4 separate regions of the Mus musculus genome follow, and regions 1, 2 and 4 are each linked to region 3. Evidence: chromatin contacts called from public HiChIP or PLAC-seq and promoter capture Hi-C data. All regions are on one chromosome and are shown on one strand. The core of a region is the stretch at or near the end of the contact, and the rest is flanking DNA. Distances in the headings are between cores, read along the strand shown. Region 1 overlaps Rbl1 (RB transcriptional corepressor like 1). Region 2 holds the start of Rprd1b (regulation of nuclear pre-mRNA domain containing 1B). Region 3 holds the start of Blcap (bladder cancer associated protein). Region 4 overlaps Soga1 (suppressor of glucose, autophagy associated 1).

Evidence for each region. HiChIP or PLAC-seq counts read pairs in DNA pulled down with a chosen protein or histone mark. Capture Hi-C pulls out chosen DNA fragments and counts their contacts.
Region 1: a contact with region 3 is called in an H3K27ac HiChIP or PLAC-seq map of acute myeloid leukemia, with 2.7 times the contacts expected there. The contact joins the enhancer-like site here to the promoter of Blcap in region 3. A contact is called at or near these places in 9 of 39 promoter capture datasets (the 3T3-L1 cell line, HPC-7-derived erythroid cells, cranial neural crest and 3 more), 3 of 484 Hi-C or Micro-C datasets (muscle stem cells, pre-megakaryocyte-erythroid progenitors and spermatogonial stem cells), 7 of 115 datasets of contacts at active chromatin or transcription factors (acute myeloid leukemia, astrocytes, effector CD8 T cells and 2 more) and 2 of 9 other capture datasets (liver and macrophages).
Region 2: a contact with region 3 is called in a promoter capture Hi-C map of adipose tissue. The contact joins the promoter of Rprd1b here to the promoter of Blcap in region 3. A contact is called at or near these places in 8 of 39 promoter capture datasets (cranial neural crest, hematopoietic stem and progenitor cells, hippocampal neurons and 4 more), 1 of 484 Hi-C or Micro-C datasets (embryonic stem cells), 6 of 115 datasets of contacts at active chromatin or transcription factors (cardiomyocytes, embryonic forebrain, embryonic limb bud and 3 more) and 2 of 9 other capture datasets (adipose tissue and macrophages).
Region 4: an H3K27ac HiChIP or PLAC-seq map of embryonic stem cells shows a contact between it and region 3, with 5 times the contacts expected there. The contact joins the enhancer-like site here to the promoter of Blcap in region 3. A contact is called at or near these places in 2 of 39 promoter capture datasets (embryonic stem cells and stem cell-derived epiblast-like cells), 3 of 484 Hi-C or Micro-C datasets (B cells and embryonic stem cells), 5 of 115 datasets of contacts at active chromatin or transcription factors (all in embryonic stem cells) and 2 of 9 other capture datasets (embryonic stem cells and liver).

The regions. Positions count from the first base shown.
Region 1 is chr2:157,150,941-157,154,785 of GRCm38.p6, forward strand. Rbl1 (RB transcriptional corepressor like 1) reads right to left here. Exons shown (of 22, transcript NM_011249.2): 20 at 1,956-2,104. Among named protein-coding and RNA genes, the nearest start is that of Samhd1, 18 kb to the left of the region's middle. Within about 2 kb of position 2,496, at least 21 of the 459 cell types and tissues checked have an H3K27ac peak or open chromatin away from gene starts, as enhancers often do. A contact at or near this core is called in acute myeloid leukemia and macrophages, where this site is marked.
Region 2 is chr2:158,026,873-158,030,281 of GRCm38.p6, forward strand. Rprd1b (regulation of nuclear pre-mRNA domain containing 1B) reads left to right here and starts at 1,625. Exons shown (of 7, transcript NM_001291134.1): 1 at 1,625-2,173. The coding sequence starts at 2,023. It overlaps Tti1 (TELO2 interacting protein 1), which reads right to left and starts at 1,562. Exons shown (of 8, transcript NM_029282.2): 1 at 1,502-1,562.
Region 3 is chr2:157,564,209-157,567,636 of GRCm38.p6, forward strand. Blcap (bladder cancer associated protein) reads right to left here and starts at 2,153. Exons shown (of 2, transcript NM_016916.3): 1 at 2,040-2,153.
Region 4 is chr2:157,057,461-157,060,888 of GRCm38.p6, forward strand. It overlaps Soga1 (suppressor of glucose, autophagy associated 1), which reads right to left. Exons shown (of 15, transcript NM_001164663.1): 2 at 2,728-2,952. Among named protein-coding and RNA genes, the nearest start is that of Soga1, 20 kb to the right of the region's middle. Within about 2 kb of position 1,326, at least 137 of the 459 cell types and tissues checked have an H3K27ac peak or open chromatin away from gene starts, as enhancers often do. A contact at or near this core is called in embryonic stem cells and stem cell-derived epiblast-like cells, where this site is marked.

The DNA.
Region 1 (3,845 bases), core at 1,246-3,745, 410 kb before region 3:
GGCCGAAAAAGCAAAAACTTGTTATTACTCATTGTTTTCATCAACCACTACTAAGCAAGCTAAAGCTTATCTTCCTTGGTCACCCGAGAAACCCTGCACCTAGTCCTGAAGATTCTGGACAAGGTGGCCACACTGGCACATTTGTCATCCCATACTCGGCAGAGGCAGGAGTATAGGCTAGCCTGGGCTCTGTCTCTCCAAAACAAGGACAGGAACACAAACGACTGGGACAAATCACAGGCACACGTGGGATCCGGGTTCACACCGTGGGGGTGACAATAGAGGTTGGGCTCACTCAATTCCAAGTATCATAAACCAGCCACACCAGACTCTGGACCACAGCAAACAAACCCCCACAAGCCAGGCTCCCTGGTTGATAAAGACGAACAGAAGTACATTCCTGAGCGCTGCCCAAGGAAGCGCAAGCAGGCTGAATGAAATGACAGCTGCAGTCCAGGACTGGAAACTGGATTCAATAAAGAGAACACTGAAGCAGACTCAAGCTGAAATGAAGATGGAATTGAGAGAACTCAGTATAGCCTGGCGAGTAGAAGACAGACCCAGGTCTCAAAAACAAAGGAAAAGAGCTAGGCCATACAAGGAAAGAGTATAAAACCATTTTCAAAAACAGGACGGGTGTGACAGGCTCCAGACCTTAGCGCAACTGACCCCATGATGGAAGTACCATTCAGGCTGTATATATCAGCACACAGCACCACATGCCAAAACTAAAACAGAGAACTAATCCACCAAAGTCCATACACTTCTGGGAATGGCTCTGAATGCATTAGCCTTGTTTTTTGGCTTCTGTAGCTCTGCATCTGGCTCACTGTTCTCACTAGCTGAAGTGTGTCAGCCCAGGACATGGTTTTTATGCTTAAGAGCTCGCCCTGAGCAAGGCTCAGGCTACACTGGGATCCCAAGACTGAGTGTGGTTTCTGGCTGGCTAATACAAACTTTCTATTGGCTTAAATTCATGTCTAAGCAGTCTCCTCTGGAATACCCGCCATTTCTGGAGGGTCTACCAGTCTGTCTCTGAGGCCCTCACAGTGTGGAAGAGGCCTGGCAGTGTTTAAGGAGCTCCTGGGACAACCTAAGTGCCACATCCCCAAGACTCCCTCTGGTCATTTGCTGCCTAAAGTTGGGTAAGAATTTGACACTTCCACCCCAGAAGGAGACAAGTTAAAAGGTTGCCTGCTCTGTCACCTCTCAAGGTAAACTTGGTTAAGGAGCCTTCTGTAGCCATCCCAGGAGAGGTCAGAACTGCTGACCCAGTGTCTGCATCCACATGTGACCTCACTGGGGGAAGGTGTATAAATGTGTCGTGGCCACACCTGGTTGTCTTGTCTGTCTGTCTGTCTGCCTGTCTATGTATTTGTCAGTTCTGTTTCCATGTATTGACCAGTGGCTGTTTCTGGTGTGAGAACCACTCCCACCCTGACCCTGACTTAAGATCTGCCTCCTCTTGCTGGGGACCAGAATCCTTTTGGCTCTGCCAGGCTGCCCCAAAAAGTTGAAAAACCCTTCATTTGTCTTAAGCCAGAGCACTCCCTTGTTTCTTCCCTGACTGGTCTGGGTAGGGTTGGTGGGGAGGGGCTGGGCCTCTCATGGTGGTGGTGGGGTCTGACATCTAAGCACACAGGGAGGGAGAAATTCTATTTCTATTGTCTACTGGTTATCCAATACAAAGTGGTCAGTCCTGAAACCATATATATAAATGCCAAATTAAATGGACTCAGCAGGTTACATTTATATATGTATGCATTTATATATGTATGCATATATACACATACACACACTCACACACACGTTATAATAATAAAGAAAAAGAGGCCATCAATTTGAGAGGGGGTTGTGAGGAACATGGGAGGGACTGAAAGTAGAAGGGAGAAATTATATAAATATAGTTTAATTAAAATTAAAAGAATTTTGAAATAGCAAGACTTAAAACTTACTATATGGTCCTGATTGGATAAATCATACTTCAATGCAAATGACTTCACTCTTCCTACATATACTGTATTGTAAAATTTGATAAGATCACCTCTTTCCTCTTTCACTGGTTCACTGGAACAGTTGGGAGTCTTTGTGGCATCTTCTATGTCTGTTAAGAAGAATTCAGCATTGTGATAGGTATTCTGTAATATTAAATTAATAACTTGGATTATATTTCTTTTAACAAAATTAAAAAGAAAATCCGTATAAAAAAGCAGTTATATTCTCAGAGAAATCTATCTGCATACTTCACAAAGCACACTGGGAGTGCAGTGGCACAAGCCTGTGATCACAGCACTTGGAGGACTGAGGGGAGGGGGAGAATCAAGAGTCCAAGCTAGCCTGGGCTACACCAGGAGACTGTTAAAGAAATAATCCAACCAGAATGTCGAGAAATGTAATTGTGTGGACTGAATGTGAGGCGGGTGTCTCTAGTGACAGCTCACAACACATTTCACAAGGGCAGTTCTGAGCTCACTGTCACCTATGGCCTTTATTAAAGGGAACCAGCTCTGGTTAGGTCTTAAGCAACTTCAAAATGGGCAGCAGGGAAACACCCTGAGTTCAGAGGCCAAGAAGGCCCACAGAGACTCAGCCTGTTTGTCTGAAGTAGTGGAAGGATTATAGAAGGCAAAGCATATGTTTACAGGTTAGGAAAGACACAAAGTGAACCAGGTGTGGTGATGCACTTCTTTGATGCTGGCACATAGAGTTCTAGGACCCCTGGGTCTACACAGTAAGAACCTGGCTCAAACAACAACAAGAGGATTGCTGTGTTTATCTTCTTGCAAATACAAGGAGAGGAAGTTGTAGGGCTTGTTGTTAGTTTTGGTAAGTTTTATTCTGTAGTAGGCTTGTAGCCCTCTTCCTGCCTCAGCCTCCAGAGTGTTGGGATTTAGGCCTGAGCCAGAACTGGCCCGCACATTCTAGGACTCTTGTTTCTCCTGCAAAACAGGAATTCTAGTTTTCAACTGTTATCCCCTCAGCTGTTAAAACAGAAAACAAAGTTCACTCTAATGTGCTGTCTTATCTGTTGGCACCACTTAAATTGACTTCAAGCAGAGCTGCAGTCTGCTCATTTGCCAGGAGCTATCTAGGAGAAGCTAAAAACTAGGAGGTGATCTTCCTGAGATGGTTCTGCCATAGACTGTCATTGTATGACTGTCATGGTTTGAATATGCTTGACCCACGCAGTAGCACTATTTGAAGGTGTGGCCTTATTGGAGTAAGGGTGTCACTGTAGGTGTGGACTTTTAAGACCCTCATCCTAGCTGCCTGGAAGCCAGTCTTCTTCTAGCTGCCTTCAGATGAAGATGTAGAACTCTCAGCTCCTCCTGCACCATGCCTGCCTGGATGCTGCCATGTTCCTGTCTTGCTGATAATTGACTGACCCTCTGAACCTGTAAGCCAGCCCCAATTAAATGTTGTCCTTATAAGAGCTGCCTTGGTCATGTGTCTGTTCACAGCAGTAAAAACCTAACTAAGACAATGACAAATCTGCTTTTCTAGGCAAGGCCAAGGATATTTAATCTGATTCCTGATATTAATATTCTTTTCCTGTTATTATTAAATATATAACAATCACTAGATACTTACCCACCCTTCTGAGCAGATTTCTACAGACCTACAAAGATGTACTACGTTGTAGTGATGCTATATAGAAAAATAGATAATGATTCTATAGAATTCCTGACTTGATTCAAATAATTTTAGGAAGACAGTTTTTAGAGATGGTCATAGTTGCTAGAAAGATGTAATAAACTTAGAATCAAGAATGGAACGCGCCCACTCCTCAAAGTAGTAAGGGCTGCATACTAAGAAGTACAATGAGTTTTCCCAATCACACTAAA
Region 2 (3,409 bases), core at 375-2,874, 460 kb after region 3:
TTGCATGTCCATTTTTCTCTTCTCTAGAAGGCAAGTTCCCAAGGGCAGGGACAGCTTGTCTGTTTTCCCAGAACAGTGCTTCAAACACAGATGCTCAGAAATTATTCACTGAATGAAGGAACCTTTGGCTAATATGTGAGGAATTTGGGATCAGGTGATTTGACTGAGTCAGGCCTTGACTGAATTCTAGTTTTGCCATTTCCTGGCTATGCCCAAGCAGCTCTGGACAGGTAACTCACTCGAATCTCATGTGTTCTCATTATCAAATGGTGATAGCAATCCCCGTGCCAGAGCACTGTTGTTAAGGACTGACATTTAAAATAGTAACATCTGGATACATAGACTTAGTACAAAGGGTACTCAGAACATGAGTTACTCAGTACTCAGCAACTATTTAGATGAGGTCTCAAAAGCCCGAGCTTTTTTGTAAGGTGGGGTCTTAAAAGCTGGTCTGGAATTTACTGCACAGACCAAGCTGGCCTGGAACCCTCAGGAGAACCACCTGCCTCTGCCTCCCTATATCATTATAAGGTGTTGACTTGTGCGTTAATTCAATCAGCTATGAATTCAGCTTTGATTCCAGATGCTGGGACACACTTAGATACACTCTCTTCATTCAGATCTTAGCTCTGTGAGCTTGAAACTTATGTGATCACCACACCTCTGTAACCTGTTTCCTCAGTTGTTAAACCGTGAGACGATAACACTTACCTCATAGCTTTGAAAAGTGTCTAGCACATAGAAACTTCTCAACTACACTAGCTATGATCATGATGCACTCCAGGTGAAGAAGGGTCAAAGCATGTATATTAGGGACAGAGAAGTTAAGAAAACCAGGCATCAACTATAGGAATGTCTTTTAGGCTGGGAGGGGACTCACATCTAATAAGTTCAACAACGTCAGGGAGTTGTAGGTATGTGTGTTGGGGGGGGGGTGCACGCACAGAGGACGTCAGGTGTCCCGCTCAATCACTCTCCAGCTTATTCTTTTGAGACTGAGTCTTTCACTGAACCTGGAGTTAAGCAGGCATCTAGCAAGCTCCGGCGATCTTCCTGTCTCAGCCCCAGAACACTGAAGTTACAGACCTGGCCCACCAACTTGGGCTTTTTAATGATGGGAACACAAATCCTCATTCTTGCATAGCAAGCACTTGGAGCCATCACACCCCTCCAAAAAAAAAGTTGTGTGTGTGTGGGGCCAGACTCAGTAGAGGTCAGTAGACGGCGCAGTTCCACCAGGTGAGAAAAGGGGTATCACTTCGGAAGTCAGAACAGGAACCAAAGTGGGGAGCCCTGCCAAGAGTTCGTGTCTTTAAAGGAACTAGAGGAGCGCTGGGGAGAGGGGCCCAGGCACGGAGGGAGGTGTGGCCTAGGCCAGCCACCAAAGCGACGCGGCCCTTCCCACACCCAGCTCCCGCGCTTCCTGCCTCAGTGTGTCCTAAGGATTCGTTTCTGGACGCTCCTAAGCGGCTGGGCTCCCTTACACTCCCGCCACTCTTACCTCGTCTTCCAGTCTTTCCCTCACTCTCCCGCCTCCTGCACCCTAGGCGGAAATGACGACTAAGTAGTGCGTCGCGCCGCGCCAGAAAGGTTCTGCGGAGCGGGAAAAAGGGTTCCGGTGAGGCTCACTGCGCCGGCGCGCGGGCGCGAGCGGTTAAAGCGCATTTTCGGTGTTCGAGGACCTGGATTTGTTCCCTCGGCCTGGCCGGCTAGAAGTCAGGGACCAAGGATACTGCCGCCTCCTAAGGATCGTTTTCCTCCGGCTCCGAAGCCTCTCGGCGCCCGGCTGTGGCCCTTGCCCTTTGACCCCCGTGGCGGCGGGGTGAGAGGTCGGGTGGCCATCTTGTGGCGGCGGCGCGGGCGGCTGTTACTGCGGAGACCTGTCCCCTCCCCCCACCTGGTACCCCGAGCTGTCTGTCAGTCGGCGGAGAGCCCTGCAGCCTGTCAGCGGAGGCCTGGGCCGAGTGCGGTCGCTTTCCCCGTCTCATCGGGCGGCCCGGGCTGCTCCCCACCACCGCCACCATGTCCTCCTTCTCAGAATCGGCGCTGGAAAAGAAGCTCTCAGAGCTGAGCAACTCTCAGCAGAGCGTGCAGACCCTCTCCCTGTGGCTCATCCACCACCGCAAGCACGCAGGACCCATCGTCTCCGTGTGGCACCGCGAGCTCCGCAAAGGTGATCACCCGCACCCCGGCTCTCCCATGGCTGTGTTCCCTCATCCACTCTCCCGCAGCCCTGTGGCTTCTTAAGCCTTGTTTTGCAGGCCTGGGGCTCTGATGGAGGGTCTGAGGTTGGAAACGGTGTTATTTTATGACTTGGAGAGGGAAACTGAGGCCCGGTAAGGTATGGGAGATTCGTCTGAAGTTCCAAGGGCGCAAATGCCCAGACTTGAAGTTACTCAGCTCCTTCCCTCATCAGGCTTCCCCCTCACACCTTACGACAGTTGTTTTTGTTTTTGTTTTAAATCGTGGCTGTGTTTGGAGCTGGGAGCCCCGTGTTGGGCAATTGGAATACGATCCAGCCGTCTCTGGTCAGACTGCCCACATTAAGACCTGGTGCAAACGTGTTCTAGCTAAGTGATCCTGGGAACGTTTCTTCATATCCTTGTGCCGGTGTATTCTAATCTGTAAAACGGATACAAACTTACCTGTACTTCCAAAGCCTTGACTCCGTGTTAGTTACTATCCATAGACTTGAGAACAGGATGGTAAATTGGGTAGCCTTCTGCCCTTGCCACTAAATTCAGACTCTCACGATATTCCCCGAGCGCTACCTGTTTCTTGCCAGGCCCGGTGTTGGATGCAAGTTGTTTCTGGCTACTGTCTGGAAGTTAAGTCTATCTGTCACTGAACCCAACAGTTTAACCTCTATGTCCTTTATTCCTTATATAGAAAATGGAGATGATGGTAGTTTATGTTATTGTGGCTTTATTATGTGCTGCTATCTTTATGCGGGTTGCTTTTGTTTTTGCTTTGGGACAGAACCTTTAGCCTTTACAGGTCTGGATCTCCCTATGTAGACCAGGCTGGCCTCGAACTCAGACCCGCCTGTTTCTGCCTCCCAAATGCTGGGATTAGTGACTTGTGCCACCATACTGGATGGTTCTTTGTTTTTTTTTTGTTTGCTTGTTTTTTGTTTTGTTTTGTTTTTTTAAATTCTTGGGTTTTTTTTTTTTGAAGTAGGAATTTTACAGATGGGGAAAACACAGGGCTCAACAAAGCCGATTCTGGTAAGAAGCCAGGCTAATCCAGGAAGCATTTTAGTGTGCTGTGGGCACAGTGCACGCTTTCATAGAAGTGGTGAGTTAGGACTGGTGAACGCCCTGTACTGCTTGGTCTTTGCCTTCAGGTTGCTACATCCAGGTGTGGAGCAGCGGGCAGGTACAGTGCTAACTCACACTGTGCTGGCTTC
Region 3 (3,428 bases), core at 903-3,402:
CTGACAGCAAACTAAACCCTCCAGAGGAGGCAGGAATGTGTTCGTGCCCTTTCTTTGTGTCAAACCTGCAAGCCTGATACAAAACCACCTTGTTTATACAATGCTTCCACAAGCTATGCATTAAAACATTTTATTCTCACATAAAGCAATGGGATGTGTCTTTATTGCAAAGTCCTTAGTACACAGAACTAAATATCCCTTTTTCTTAAAGAGGTTGCTACCTCCAAAGAGGAGCAAAGGTGGAGAAGGTGAAGTGGAACAGCTTTATGGGAATCTAGCAACACACGAGATTCCAGGCACTAATGCCAGAGAAGGCCTGACCAGCTCAAGCTCAGTAGGGTGGAGGTTACTAAGTACCAAAACTTTTAGAGATGTGGGTTCTAGGAGACTTTTAAGTCTATCTGTAAAGTAACTGAATTGTGACTGAAATGTATCTGAGGGACAGGACAGGAATTAAGATTTTTGGCTTTGACTCTGGGGCTGGCCAAAGACAGCTTAATTACACAGAGGTTTTGAAGGAAGCAGGCTCGCTGCTGACTCCTTACTAGATATCTACTTTCAAACTTGGATCGCTTCAGGAGCCAACATCCCAAAGGGCGAGCCTCTGAGCTGGCAGCTAATCTTCCCCAGGAGATTTAAATGTGTATACACAAACATAAGACTAATTTACCAAAGTCTCTTTTTTCAGGTGACCACTGACTTCTTCCATATGCCTGAGAGACAATGTTTGCCACAATCTTCTCTGGAAATAATCCTGTCCCCCTCCCTCCACAGGGCTCATACCACACCAGGATACAGATTCCTGAACATTCCCAGGGCAGAGCCAGAAGACAGAGAGGAAGGCAATACAGGGCTCTTGGTAAATCACACAGTCACAAGCTTGAATGGAATGCGTGTATTTCAAAGAGAACAAGTAAAAAGGGCAGCCTAACTCTCATCCCCCTAGAAATAACAGGTAAGAAGTTAAAGTGTTCTGTCAACAACTTTAAGATGACCATTTTCAGATCGAGAATTGATCTGGTTCCTGGAAACTGACCAAGGTTCCAGAAATCCAATCTTTAAACAGGAACTCTGGCCATTAATGAATCTTGACTTAAAAGAAACAAGCCAGCTCAATCTAATGCTTGCCAGGGGCACATAAAATGGAACTTTTTTTGGGTCCTGGCTTTGGTGTTGCAGTTCAGATGGCTGACAGGATGGCTGGACCATGTCAGACAGGGCAGAGCTGTCCCCAATATATCAGTTCCCTGAAAGGGACAAAGAAGATCCGAACCTATAAACAGAAATAACCTATAAACTAGAACGGGCCCCAGTTTCCCAAGTAAAAAGAGACAAGAGACTTAGAAGAAACCTAAAGGTGGTTTGGCAGAGAAAGGAAAAAAAAAAAAAAATCGACTGTCCCCATCCCCCATTCTTCCTTTCCAGCCAGGCACTCCGTTCCTTCTGCTGCCCTTGAGTGCCACTCCCCACAAACTGGAGAGGGAACCGGTGTCCAGACTCGACGAAAAGTTGGTGGAAGTGAGAAGCACACGGGACCCGTAGCAGATGGTCACCCTATCACTCCGGACACAAAAGAGAGCGTTCGGGGCCCACTTCTACTTTCTCCCCACACTCCTTCGGATAAGGGTGGGGGAAGAAAAAGAAAAAAAAAGGGGGGGGGGAGAGAAACTGAAGTGGCGAGGAAAGAGTGTCCAGCCTCCCAGAAGCTGAGCCCCTCGCCAAGGTCCGGAACAGAGGAGGTGGTGGTCGCGCCCGCCCCTCCCAGCCCCGTCCCGGGAGCGCGCTGACCTTGGAGGCCAGAGTGACAGCTAAGGAACCCCGGAACCCACCCAAGGGACGGGAAGGGACCACCCCCAAGGCCCAGGTTGGGACGAAAAGGGGAGGTCATCTGACGCCAGACAAGGGTGCGCCCGACCCCGGCCGCGCGGAAAGCCCCGGCGAGAGGCCAAGCGACGCCTAAGGTGACCCCGGAGGGCTAACATGGCGGCGCGGCCGCACCGAGCGCTCTCACCCTGCCCAGGCGGGCGACGCCACGATACCTGCGAGCCCCACCATGGCACTGCCGCCACTGTCGCCGTCGCCGCCGCTGCTTGCCTCCACCTTAGCTCGCCACCAACGCCGCAGGAGCTGGGGAGACGCCCCCTTCGTCTTCTAGTGGAGCGGTCCAAGGACCCCCGGTCCAGAACCGAGCTGTCTTCTGAGAACGCCTGACAAACTGGCTCAAAGCGAGGCTACTCTCAGACACTCTCCCCTCAGTATCCGCCACGAAATGTCCTTTCTGAGTTTTTAGTAGACTTGAATAAAATTATGGGGCGCTAAGGTCTTCAAACCCGTGGAATATTTGGTCAGGCGTATCTTAGGCAGCCCCGAACCTCCGGCCCATGGTCCCCTTCATGCATATGCAGCAGATTGTGATTCTTACTCTTTGAGAGCTCCGCGGGCGAGCGAGGTGTAGTTACGCTGATGAGCGTAACTCCGCAGAATCCTTAGCACCTTGTGATTTGTGTACTTTGGGAAAACTTCTCGTGGCTCAGATCTGGCCCTTCAACCACGGGCTGAGGACGTGCTTCCTCCTTGGTGAGGAAATGGCTTGCCCCAGGCTTGTTAATGTCTAGATGAGTCAGTGTGGTCACTTACTAGCTTATTAGCCACGTTCCTGACCTCATACTGTGCGCAAGCGCAGTGCTAGAGGCTAAGGAGGTACAATTCTACTCCTGACCCCAATTTTCTCAGTCACCAGGGTGAGAGTGAGTGTCGGGGGATAGTGGAGAGACTACCACCCAGTAACCACTTGTAGTCGCACCAGTACATGATTTGTAATTAGGCATCGTGGAAGGCACTAGGAGGCAAAGTAAAGAGAGGAGAAATGAGTGGAATCCTGGTGTCTGGAGTGGGCGAGGGTTGGGGCCGTCTTAGGCATATTGAGTTTGTGCATTGTGTGAGTGAGGGGTCTTGTTCCAGACATGGAGGTGACAACCCTAAGGGTGGAAGGTGAACAAGGAATATGACAGGTACCTTGGTCATGAATTTGAATTTTTGTCTTGAGAGACATGGGAAGCTATGTTCTTCGAGGCAATGAAAAGAAATCTGGGTCTCTCCGAGGCCATTGACTTTCAGGGTTAGAAAACATGAAAGTGAGGTTTGGGACAGGAAGCCAGTTAAGCAACCAGAACATCTTTCCAGACACAAAGTCATGGTGACTCAGACAGGTAGTGACTAAGGGAGCTAGAAGAGATCATATCAAACTGGGTGCGGGAAGCACATACTGAGGCACAGGCATTGACTCCTAAGCTGTGGCTGTAGGGATGAAGAAGAGGTGAAGAGCCCTTGGCCAGGGTGGAAAGGCCCGAAGACAGGCTGCTAGGGGACAATCAGAAGTGGGACAGAGAACTCAGTAGCGGAAATGCCTGGGCACACCGTGGATGGAG
Region 4 (3,428 bases), core at 76-2,575, 510 kb before region 3:
TGTCCAAAGAGCCTGAAGGGCCTTGTGTGCCTGTCTCATTGAGCCCCGAAGTTATAAGCAGGGAGACAAAGAGGAGAGGCAGCCTTGGACACACAGCAAATGCCTAAAGCACAAACAAATGTGCTCATCCATGAGGTCACTATTCACAGTGCTGGTCCCTGCCAAAGGCCAGCAGCAGCGGTGGCCCCCAGCTCCTGGGTAGATCAGTCTCTGGGCTCTGAACCTGGGATTGCAGTGCGACCCTGTGGCTCTGATCTTCAAGGAGAGAGATGGAAATCATAAGCAGTACCTCAGGCCAGGCAAGCATCCTGAGGCATGTGTGACCAAACTCAAAAATCACATGATGGGTGTTGTCACGCCATTTGACAGAGGGAAACTGAGGCTCCAAGGAGGAAGTGATGCAGGTCACCCAGGACACAGAGCCAAGGCCAGAGCATCCTTATAGAAGGATGGGGTACATGTTACTGACATGTTCTGGGGCTCTCTACAGGAAAAGCAGTGGATCCCAGAGTCCCCCAGCCGAGGCTCCTCCCATCACGTGCTCCTATGATTGGTGCCATGCCTACCACACAGGACTCTATTTTGTAATTTCATTTTATAGTCATGAAAGTCTCTATAGGGGGCTGGAGAGATGGCTCAGCGGTTAAGAGCACTGGCTGCTCTACCAGAGGTCCTGAGTTCAATTCCCAGCAACCACATGGTGGCTCACAACCATCTGTACTGAAATCTGGTGCCTCTTCTGGTGTTGAGGCATATATGTAAGCAGAAAGCTACAGACATAGTAAATAAAGGTTTGTTTGTGTGTTTTTTTTTTAAAGTCTCTATAGGATACTAAACTTATCTCCATGTTCCACAGTGGAAACAGGATCAGAGATTGAAGCAGCTTACCCAAGCCCACACGGCCATAAAGTGGCCAGACCATCCTCATGCTAGCGGGTCTCCCTGTTGAGGGTCGGAGATCTTGTTAACTGTGTGGACCAGCAAAAGGAGCCTGGGAGGGTTGTTCTGGGGTGGCGGCTGGGGAATCTCACTAATAACATACCAGCTCAATAAAACCACCGGAGCTCAAAAGCCCTGCAGGGCACAGGGCCAAGGAGCCTGCTGAGCAGGAGAGGAATCCCTAGGCATACCCCCCACCTCCGTCCCCGCCCCCAGTCCCTCTCCACCTGGTTGAGAGGTGCCTAGGGGAAGACAGGGAAGTCAGCATTCTGAGGACCTCCATAATTGCCTCTAACATCCCCAGCACACTGGGAGGAAGGGTGATGGCAAAACTGTGCGGCCCGCTAAGACAGAGCCAGAACATGAGCTCAGCGTTGCAGCTGCGGGGGTGGGCAGGAGCAGCGCGGGCATGCAGATTGGCTCGTTCAAATCCTAACAGAAGGGGCCCTTCCCCTCCTCCTGGAGGGCTGAGCCCCACCCCCATCCCAGCTGCTCTGGCCCCGCCCACCAGCCTGCTCCCCACCTCTCTTCTCGGTCTTGCTTGTCTAGGGTCCCTCCCAGATTCAAAGACCAGGGCCCAACCGCAGATTCGCCTGAACGGCTCGCTCCGCTCTTTCCCTCCCTGCTCTGTCTCCTACCGATGAGGGAACCGGGGAGTTGTTAGGTTGTTTTTTTTTTAAATCGTGTTTTGTTTATGATTTTTTGGATAACAAGATCTTAGTGTGCAGTCAAGGAAACTGGCTCCACACAGGTTCACAGGCTTGCATAGAGTCTCAACGCTGGTCACAGAATGAACAGTGTCCTTTCTGAATGCCCTGCAGGGCTGGATTCTCAGGGCTTTCCAGCAGCAGGTGTGTGGCTTGCTCAGCACCTGCCTGCCCTCCGGGGCCCTTGGGATCTTTCCCCAAGGAAGTCCTGGATCTTTCCCAGGCTCACGCCCTCTTCCCCCTTGGGCTACCTGCAGAACTCCTAGGCTCCTCCCAGTTCTGTACCGGTCGCAGCACCCTGAGTTCCTTGTTCACACTGGACTGAGTTCTGAGAGCGGAGGCTGGCTCAGGGTCCCCACATTTTGGGGGCTTACATAAGACAGACTGGCAATGGGGACTTCTCTCCTCCATCCCCGACCTAAGTGGCGCCATTCAGGCTTTCTCCTTAGGCAGAGAAGCAGCAGGTTCCAGCAGTGAGGTCTGAGAGGTGGATGGGCCTGACGTCTTGACCCTGGATAGGTGCTTCTCTCCTCTGAGGCCCAGCCCCCTCCTCCAGAAAACGGATGCAGTAATAATAGCTACTCACTGTCAGTCCCTCTGGTGTCTTAGCCAGGGTTTTAATATTCTGGATTGTAGGTTCTTATACCCATTTTGCAGATGAGGACATTGAAATATAGAAGACTTGATTAAAACCTCAAAGCCCAAGTATCCTGGAGCCCAGCTCTGAACCATCCTGGTTCAGCTGCAGTCTTCCCATAAGAAGCCTGTGGTGCTGAGCAGGGACCATAAGTAGGGCCTACTCAGAGGCCAAAGCCACATACAAAGCAGACATACAAGAAACGGCCTCTTGCTGCTTCAGAAGGGTTCTTGTCATACCATTTCCTGGCTATCCTGTTTGGAGGATGTGTTGATCCACCAGGGGTCCCCACTTTGAAGATGGAAAAACTGAGGCCCAGAGAGGCAGGATAATTTGCTCAAGGCAAGCAGTAAGCCACAGGCCTAACCTGGATCCCCAATGGGGTTTATGATCCAACCACCCAACGAGGGCACCTGTGAAGGTTGGCAGTGACCCCAGACTGACCTTGACGTCCTGTTCCAGACCTCGGATGAGTTCCCCATCAACCTGGCCTGTCTGGGCAGCGCGGAGGCTGCGGCGCTCAGCCTTACGCAGTCGGTACTGCAGGATGCGACAGGTTTTGCTGGCTTGGTCCAGCTGCTGCCGCAACTCCTGCAGCTGATACACGTCTTCCTCCATGTAGACATCCCGCATCTCCAGCATCTCAGCCCGTAGCTCCTCAATCTCATCCTGAGGGGTGAAAAGAAAGGGTCAGACCTACAGATGTCATGGCAGTAGCCAGGGTGCCTGAATGCTGGCCACACTCAGAAAGCCAGCTGGGGTTACAGGCTGAATACCACCACCCAAAGACAGCCACAGCTAAATTCAGGGGATCCTAAATATATGCCTTCCACAGCAAAGGGGGCTTTGCAAACGAGACTAAGAGAAGGGTCTCTAGATGGGAGTATTATTCTTGACCATCTGGGTGGGCCATGAGAGGGAAGTTAGTGGGAGCGAGCAATGTGAGGGAGAAATAGGGGAAATACTGACAGGTTGTGCAGGTAGAGAAAGGGCCACCAGCCAGGGAGTACAGGTGGCCTCCACAGTGTGAACCATCCACAAGGGCCAAAAGGCCCAGGAGAGGATGCTGTTTGTCTCAGAACACTCAGCAGACATGTGAGCCACCAGGACTCGAGTCTCAAAGACCTGGAAGATAATTTACAGCC